Linked DNA regions of Mus musculus: regions 2 and 3 are each linked to region 1. A link is a contact called in public HiChIP or PLAC-seq and promoter capture Hi-C data. All regions are on one chromosome and are shown on one strand. Each heading gives the region's core, a stretch centred on a gene start, on an enhancer-like site or on the middle of the called end of the contact. The rest is flanking DNA. Distances are from core to core; before and after follow the strand shown. Region 1 holds the start of Angptl8 (angiopoietin-like 8). Region 2 holds the start of Dnm2 (dynamin 2). Region 3 has its middle 8.2 kb from the start of Pigyl.

What was found. Promoter capture Hi-C pulls out the DNA fragments that hold promoters and counts their contacts. HiChIP or PLAC-seq counts read pairs in DNA pulled down with a chosen protein or histone mark.
Region 2: a FOXA1 HiChIP or PLAC-seq map of pancreatic cancer cells shows a contact between it and region 1. The contact joins the promoter of Dnm2 here to the promoter of Angptl8 in region 1. A contact is called at or near these places in 2 of 39 promoter capture datasets (both in liver), 1 of 484 Hi-C or Micro-C datasets (the N1E-115 cell line) and 2 of 115 datasets of contacts at active chromatin or transcription factors (large pre-B cells and pancreatic cancer cells).
Region 3: a promoter capture Hi-C map of neutrophils shows a contact between it and region 1, with 2.7 times the contacts expected there. The contact joins the enhancer-like site here to the promoter of Angptl8 in region 1. A contact is called at or near these places in 8 of 39 promoter capture datasets (3T3-L1-derived adipocytes, HPC-7-derived erythroid cells, cranial neural crest and 5 more), 4 of 15 datasets of contacts at CTCF or cohesin (the G1E-ER4 cell line, embryonic stem cells, large pre-B cells and 1 more), 18 of 484 Hi-C or Micro-C datasets (the Ba/F3 cell line, CD4 T cells, CD8 T cells and 11 more), 11 of 115 datasets of contacts at active chromatin or transcription factors (T-cell acute lymphoblastic leukemia, acute myeloid leukemia, astrocytes and 8 more) and 3 of 9 other capture datasets (embryonic stem cells, liver and pancreatic islet).

Annotation. Positions count from the first base shown.
Region 1 is chr9:21,834,119-21,836,833 of GRCm38.p6, forward strand. Angptl8 (angiopoietin-like 8) reads left to right here and starts at 1,392. Exons shown (of 4, transcript NM_001080940.1): 1 at 1,392-1,696; 2 at 1,798-1,959. The coding sequence starts at 1,400. The region is part of intron 14 of Dock6 (dedicator of cytokinesis 6); the gene reads right to left.
Region 2 is chr9:21,423,556-21,426,270 of GRCm38.p6, forward strand. Dnm2 (dynamin 2) reads left to right here and starts at 1,353. Exons shown (of 21, transcript NM_001253893.1): 1 at 1,353-1,701. The coding sequence starts at 1,541.
Region 3 is chr9:22,163,687-22,166,401 of GRCm38.p6, forward strand. No RefSeq gene overlaps it. Among named protein-coding and RNA genes, the nearest start is that of Pigyl, 8.2 kb to the left of the region's middle. Within about 2 kb of position 1,350, at least 232 of the 459 cell types and tissues checked have an H3K27ac peak or open chromatin away from gene starts, as enhancers often do. A contact at or near this core is called in CD8 T cells, the G1E-ER4 cell line, Th1 cells and 16 more, where this site is marked.

The DNA of each region.
Region 1 (2,715 bases), core at 142-2,641:
GCACACTAGGCAAGTACTCTACCACCTGAGCCCTGGCTCCAGCCCCCGAGGGCCAGAGGTCTGGAGAAGTGGCTCAGCAGTTAAGGGTACGCACTGCTCTTTGAGAGGATCCAAGTTCAGTTCACAGCACCCACTTCAGTCAGCTCCAGGGGGACCTGATGCCTCTGGCCTCTTTGGACATCTCTGTTCAACCCTGCCCCCCAACAATAAATAAATAATTAAAAACATAAGGTGGTCCCACCAGTAGCCAGGTGGCAGACTGGCCTCCCGCAGCCCACACTACCACCTTATTGGCTCCCTGGAGTTATCTATAGGGTCTGTCTTTCAGATACAAAGAGAACCGGAACCTGGTCTTGCCTCTTCTCCCCAGCTGTAAGTGCACAAGCCCCAACCCTGTAGGCCCCCTTAAGCTGTGTGATGGAGGCATCTGGCCTGCTAGCTCAGCCTCTGAAGCTCTGTACCAACAACCAGTAACAGCGAGTCTCCACACAGAACAGTGAGTGGGTCTCTGTGACAGAGTCCTGTGACTCTCGGTGTCAAGCTCATCGCGAATGACTAACTTCACGGCCATTTTCTGTGGTGCTAGCGATGGAATGCTGAGTGCCCCGAAAGCCTTCTACCTCTGAGCATCACCTCAGCTCTTGTTTTCTTGCCATAAGAGAGGATCTAGTTCTGTAGCCCAGGCTGGCCTTGAACTCATGTTCCTCCTACCGCAACCTCAGAGTGTAACGTTCTATTTGCAAGGGAAGCAAGGCTGTTCCTTTGAGTGCGCAAAGTGGATGTTCAACAAATGCTTAGTACTACTTGTGGGACGCCTAGGTAGAGAAAATGGGTTGCAGTACTTGCCCTGTGTGTTCTAGGAAGTTAAATCGAAGTTAGCACAGATCATAAACCATGCGGGGAGTCAGGCTCCATGATCTCAGAAGGAGGATGTCTGTCATGTCACTTTTTCGCCCCTCCTCCACAGCTATTGGCCACACCCAGTGACCCCTGCATTAGCTGTCTGCAGGAAGGAGACAAGGCTGGAGCCCCTGGATGGCCCTTTGGGTGGCCCAGCAATACTGGGCCTGCTGTGTTGGATGTGAAGGGAGCCACGTTCTACACTTAGATGGGAAACTGAGGCTCAAGGCAGTGATATGCTCATACAGACACTGGCGCTGAGAGCTCTGGTCTGAGCTTGCCCACTACCTCCAACCCCCACACACAGCTGGCCCTGAGTTCTAGCAGCGTGATATCAGCATGGCCTGCTTAGCCATCAGTCTGATGCAATGGCTGAGCCTCCGCCAGGCCCTTGTGCAACCATGGCCGGTTAACCATTGACCAGGGGGGTCAATGGCAGCCTATGGAAATAAAAGGCAGCCGCAGCGGCCCGGGAACCACACCCACGAAACTGTCAGCCATGGCTGTGCTTGCTCTCTGCCTCCTGTGGACCTTAGCATCAGCAGTGCGACCCGCTCCAGTGGCCCCTCTGGGTGGTCCAGAGCCAGCTCAATATGAAGAGCTGACCCTGCTCTTTCACGGGGCCCTGCAGCTAGGCCAGGCCCTCAATGGCGTGTACAGAGCCACAGAGGCTCGCCTGACAGAAGCTGGGCACAGCCTGGGCCTCTATGACAGAGCACTGGAATTCCTGGGGACAGAAGTCAGGCAGGGCCAGGATGCCACACAGGAGCTTCGCACCAGCCTGTCGGAGATTCAGGTGAGCACTGGAGCTGGGTGTTGGTGGCAGGTAAGAGTCTGAGGAAATGGTAAACCCAGAACAGAGGAAACATACCCTGATGACACACCATCCTTGAGCAGGTGGAAGAGGACGCTTTACACCTTCGAGCTGAAGCCACAGCCCGATCACTGGGGGAAGTGGCCCGGGCCCAGCAGGCTCTGCGGGACACTGTACGGAGACTACAAGTGCAGCTGAGAGGCGCCTGGCTCGGTCAAGCCCACCAAGAATTTGAGACCTTAAAGGTAAGGGACTCCCAGGTCTGAGAGGGGTATAGCCTGCTTCTCAGAAAGAGGCCACCACTGAATCCTGGGCTAGAGGACCCTCCAGTTGTATATGGGGTTCCAGCCTCAGTGACCTTCTGGAAGTGACCTTTGCAAGTAAGGGCAAGAAGCAGGCACAGCTGTGGTTCTAGAACTCCAGAGGCAGGGGCAGGAGAAATAGAAGGTTAAAGGCAGCCTTGGCTACAAAGTTAGGCCAGCTGACTACATGGTGATACCTTGTCTCAAAGAGAACAAGAGAAAGAACAATCCTAGCACTGGGAATAAAGGCAGGTGTGTGTGTGTGTGTGTGTGTGTGTGTGTGTGGGTGTGTGTGGGTGTGTGTGTGTGTGGAGTCCAAGGTGATTTCTGGCTAGGTAGACATCCGGGTTAAGCTTGGGGTACATGAAGCCCTGTCTCAAAATATGTAAATGAATGAATGAGTAAGGGACCAACAAGGTAGTTAGTTCAGCAGGTAAAGGCTGCCAAGCCCATGACCTGAGATGGATTCCCAGGACCCACGCAGTCCTGGTGCTATGTATCAAGAAACCAATCAATATTGTTTGATGTGCATCTACAAACTATACAGAGCAAGTCCCATTTTAGATATACTTTACAAACAGGGAAACTGAGGCCAGAGGGTCTTGGACATTTGCTGGGCCCCATGGATGGTAACAGAGAAACTTGCAGTGGTCAGGAGATGGGAGGTGACCCAGATCTCCCAGCTAAGGTTTATATACT
Region 2 (2,715 bases), core at 103-2,602, 410 kb before region 1:
TAAAATAAATCTTTAAAACTTTTTAACTGTTATTTTATGTAAATTAAAAAAATTGTACATGGATTTTTTTTTTTTTTGCCTGCATGTCGGTATGTGCATTATGTCTGTGTCTGTTTCTAGTGGAGGCCAGACGAGGGTGTCAGATTCCTGGAACTGGAATCACTGATGGTTGTGTGAGTTGTCATGCAGGTGCTGGGAACCAAATTTGAGTCGGCTCCCAAGGCAGCAAGTACTGAGCCATTGGTCTAGGAGAAAAAAAAAATTAAAGTAAAAATAAACCTACAGTTGTAGCCATCCGCAAAACACTTGCTTGGCTTAATGGAACTGTAGACTTGACCCTCTGTAACGTACAGAAATAAGCACGAGAGGGTGAGAACGCCTTTATGAGGCAGAAGTGTCGACTCATCTTTCACTGGCACTGGGATTCTTCCAGAGTTGGGATCTGCGATGCTTTCTGCTTTGTTTTGTTTTTTTGTTTTTTTGTTTTAGTTTTTTTGTTTTGTTTTGTTTTGTTTTGTTTTTCGAGACAGTGTTTCTCTGTATAGCCCTGGCTGTCATGGAACTCACTCTGTAGACCAGGCTGGCCTTGAACTCAGAAATCTGCCTGCCTCTGCCTCCCGAGTACTGGGATTAAAGGCACGCGACACCACGCCCGACTGCGATGCTTTCTAAAATATGGGTTTTCACTACAGCCTAAGAATTCAGGTGTAACAGCCACTGAACCTTACCACGGTGTGCTTCCCTGAGCACTGTGGCCTTTTGCTTAAAAAGAATATCACAAAGTGATAGCAAATGCCAGGAAGTTGGAAGAACTTTTATGACACAGTTGTCAGTGAGGATTGGGAAGGTAGTAGCGTGTATCCTAGCAGGAGGGAGGCTGAGACAGGAGGAACATCAAGAGTCTGTAGCCAGCATACAAAACTATAGAAACTATAGAAAAAGATTGCGGCTCTCTTTCCTCTTACTGGTTGGAGTAGAGAAGTGATATTTATATCAGCCAATGAGAAATTTTTACGGAATTAACTAGTGTCAAGTGACAATCCAGTGTTGAAGAATGGATCCCTTACACCCTTGGCAGGTTGACGTTTCTGCGACCAATAAGCCAACCCGAATCAACCTAGTGAGCTGAGGCCTCAGTGTCTTTTCCAGAGACCCCGCCTTCCCGGTCTGACAACCCGGTTTGACTTCTATTGGCTTTCACTTAAGAGTGACAGTTTTATTACCCAGTGAATTTGTGAGATTAGCCCTTCCTCGTGCCTTTTTTATTGGCTCACGTTCTTGAGTGGCAGTGCTTTGAACCAATTGGATATAGCAGTAGGGTTGCGGACTCCGCCCCGGAGGCCGGGAGGGTTGTTCGCTCGGGTCGGGTGTCGCCTGAGAACCGGATGAGGCGGCGACTCTGAGGCCGAGCCGGGAGCGGGCGTCGCGGCGAAGGGGAGACCGGGCGGGCCGGCAGAGCAGAGCAGGAGGAAGCAACGGCCACAGACACATCGGAACCGAGAGTCTTAGTCGGGGGATCCGCGCGGCGGAGGCGGACACCATGGGCAACCGCGGGATGGAAGAGCTCATCCCGCTGGTTAACAAGCTGCAGGACGCCTTCAGCTCCATCGGTCAGAGCTGCCACCTGGACCTGCCGCAGATCGCCGTGGTGGGCGGCCAGAGCGCCGGCAAAAGTTCGGTGCTCGAGAACTTCGTGGGCCGGTGAGCGAGCGCGCCGGCGGCGGTTCTGGGGCTCCGGCCGGGAGGGCGGGCGGCGGCCTAGGGCGCGGAGGGCGGGCGGGGAATGGCGGAACTGCGGCTCGCGGACGCCGCAGCACCGGTGGCAGTGGATAAGGTCTGGGGCAAGAGTCTCCATGGCTTTCCGCAGGGACTGGAGATGCAGATCCAAGTCTGGGACTAGTCGATGATAGTGGGCGGTGTTTGGGGCAAGACGGTCAGTGCCGACCCCTCTTGGTGCTTCTAGTTCCGGCTATGGCTGGGCAACTCTGACATCGCTTTACCTGTAGTCCGGGATAGATCCACTCCTCTTTCCTTCTGCTACCTGGAAATCTTAGTGTGTGTGCTAAGATGTTGAAGATAACACTTGCCACTTAGCCATCCATGGGGAATGACCCCTGGGGTCTGTCTGGCCAGTTATTTTCTGGAGCCTGCTCTCTTGCCTGGTTAGCTGGTTATCTGTTCTAGACAGGCTTCCTACCGGCACCATTTGGTTGTCCCATCTGTCCAAACTCACTCTGAAGTCCACCGTTGTCTGGCTAGCCATCTAAGGTGACCTCTCGTGTGCAAATGCCCATCTGTGCCCCTTATTTACGTGAGTTGGCCTCTGCCATCTGACTGGCTGAACTTTGGGAGCCTCCTGTTATCTGGTTCTCTTGGGCCGACTGGCTCTTTGAATCCATCCATTAGTCTGTTCTCCATTCCCACCCAGGCATCCCTGCCTGTCCATCCTCTCTGAGTGACAGAGGTTGGAGAACTTGGGAAGAAACATTCTTTAGGATTCTTTCTTGGGCTAGGATCCCCTAACCTAGAGCTTCCCAGTTGGAATGCTCTCTAGATAGCTCTGGGAGCCTCAGCTTGTTCCATCTGTCCAGTGGGCAAATTCCACTTGCAGCTGTTTGTAGGATCCAGGAAGTGAGTGAAGGAGGGATGTTGATTTACTCCTGTCCCCTCCCCCTCTGCCTCTCCCCGCAGCAGCACTTCTCCATTCCAGGAAGT
Region 3 (2,715 bases), core at 100-2,599, 330 kb after region 1:
CCTACAAAACCCCAAGCTCTGACCCCAAGCCATAAAATTATTTTCATAGCTACTTCATAACTATGACTCTGCTAGTGTTATGAATTGTAATGTAAATATCCTTCATTGTCCTGGCCAAAGGACCTCTGTGGAGGTCCGCCTCTTACTTTCCATCGATCCTGTTCTAAAACTTTTAGTAGTTTGAGATGAACAAAAGCAAGCTCAGAGTTCCTGAAAGACAACACAGGTGATCTATTAATACCGTCATGACCCGTCTACCGAAAAACTAATGGGACCACACTCCTTAGTGACTCAGAAAGGTGTCCTGGTGGCCCATGAAAGAAATTTGAGTACTCAGGGAGTTGGAAGCCAATGACTAGAGGTAGAGCCTTTTGGGTAGAGTGGCTACCAGGAAGAAGGCCCTCGGTGACATCCCCAACACACCATAAACCCAGCTGGGTATGAAAGCATACACACCTGTAATCCCAGCGTTCAAGAGACAGAAGGACCAGGAGTTCAAGTACATCCTCGGCCACACAGCTTACTTGAGGCCAGTCTGGGCTACATGAGACCCTATGTCCAAAAAATAAAAAATAAAAAAGCCTTTATGTTTCTCCTCAGTAGCCCCAATCGACTTGAGATTCTAGAGCAATGGTTTCAGCCTTCTTAATGCTGCGACCCTTAAATATAGTTCCTTATGTTATGGTAACCCCAAGCCATACAATTATTTTCATAGCTACTTCATAACTATGACTTTGCTAGTGTTATGAATTGTAATGTAAATATATGTTTTAGCTCGGTGACAGAGGCACACTCCTTTAATCCCAGCAGAGGCAGGCGGATTTCTGAGTTAGAGGCCAGCCTCTACTACAGAGTGAGTTCCAGGAGAGCCAGGGTCATACAGAGAAACCGTGTCTTAAAACAACAAAACAAAACCCTGTGTCTTGTGATGCTCGTAAAACGACCCTTTTTAACAGGGTCTTTCGATCCCCGTCTCCAGCCCCCAAAGGGGTTGCAATCCACAGCAACCTGAGCAATTGTCTTGAGCAAATTTAACCCTAGTTTTTCTCCCCTCGATGCGCAGGGCGAAGGGGCGGGACTGCAGTAACTGTCCAAGGAGACGCGCCGCTAGCCGGGGCGGGACGCTGCCACGCAAAGCCACCAAAGAGACTGAGTCTCTCACTCGCGAGGCTCGGGTGGTCGGGTCTGTCTCGGTAGTTGTCACTCAGGCTGTCTGCCCCCGCCCGGGTCCTGCTGTGCCCTGCGGGGAACCGGGAACCGGGAGGGAGGCATTCTTAGGACCTCCGGGAGGACGCGATGGTGAGTGCAGCCGGGGAGTGACTGCTGCGTGACGCTGCGTCACTCGGGAGTCTGCGCCCCAGTTTGCCACCGGCTCGGCTCGCTTCGGTTTGGCTCCGCCGGGCTCTGCTCTCCGCACCGCCGTGGAGTGGGCGTGGCGGCAGCTGCATCCTGGCTGCTGAGTGTGCAAGAGCTGTGGCCTGAGGGTCCCCAGCCCATCACTGCTCCCTAAGTGGCGCCGACTTCCCCAGTGTTGTCTCTGTTTACCGGAGGTCTCAAATTAGCGACCCTATTCCAGCGTAGCTTTTCAAAATCAGCAGCCAGTGGAGGCCTTCGTTTCCGGTTCCCCCTTTCCACATTTCCAGTAGCAGCAACCCCTCTCCAGGTCACTGTCTTTTTTTTTTTTTTTCTTTCCCCTCTCTCATCCGCCCCCCCCCCCAACCCCCACTCTCTCCGCAGGGTTTCTAGTCTCTTCTAGCCTGGGTTTAAGCGGTACTGGGGGTGGATGCATGGCTTCCAGCCTGCTGGTCAGTACTCTCTCCATGCTAACTCCTCATCCTCTGGTCTTCACCTCCCAAGTCCCAAGTATTTCGATTACAAATCTGTACAATCGCATCTGGTGACTTTTCTACATCCTACACACACACGCTATTTTAATTACAACTTTTCTTTAGGGCAAGGTTGGTTTGGTTGGTTGACTGATCTTTGCAGTGCTGAGGACAGGACCCAGGGCTTTGAGCTTTATCATTGAACTGTATCTCCAGTGTGTGTGTGTGTGTGTGTGTGTGTGTGTGTGTGTGTGTGTATTAGCATGTATGCATTGTACAAGTTTCACTTTGCAATTCAGGATGGTCTCAAACTAATAATCCTGTCTGTCTCAGCTTTCCAGTTGGTGGGGTTACAGGGAAAGGATTCCAGATTTGGCCGAATGGCTGTTACAAAGCTCTGTGTTTTGTTGCTGTCTGCATGAAGCTTTCTGGAACTGTAAGATGTGTAGACCTGCCCTCTCAGTGTCTTCCTGGGCACAGACATTGAAATTAAGGTTTTTTTGAAACCTTTTTCTGGGTCCCTTGCCCTTGAGGTACAACTCCTAAGTACTTCCTTTCCTGGCTGGCTGGTGTCACCTTTAAGGGCGTTACTCGTTTGAGTCGCAGTTTTTCATTAAAAAGGGAAACAAAGGGCTGGGGAGTTGGCTTAGTGATTAAGAGGACCCAGGTTTGATTTCCAGCAGTCACATGGCTGTCCTCAGCTGTCTTTAAAGCCACTGCCTGAGCTCTATCTCCTGCTGACACCCATGCAGACAAAACACCTACATACGAAAAAGTAACACGTGAGACTCAGTGCCCCCCCCTCATGCCACCTGCTGCAAGCTAGAATGGAGGACCCTCTGTGGCACGTGCATGCCAATAAATAAATAAATAAATAAATAAATAAATA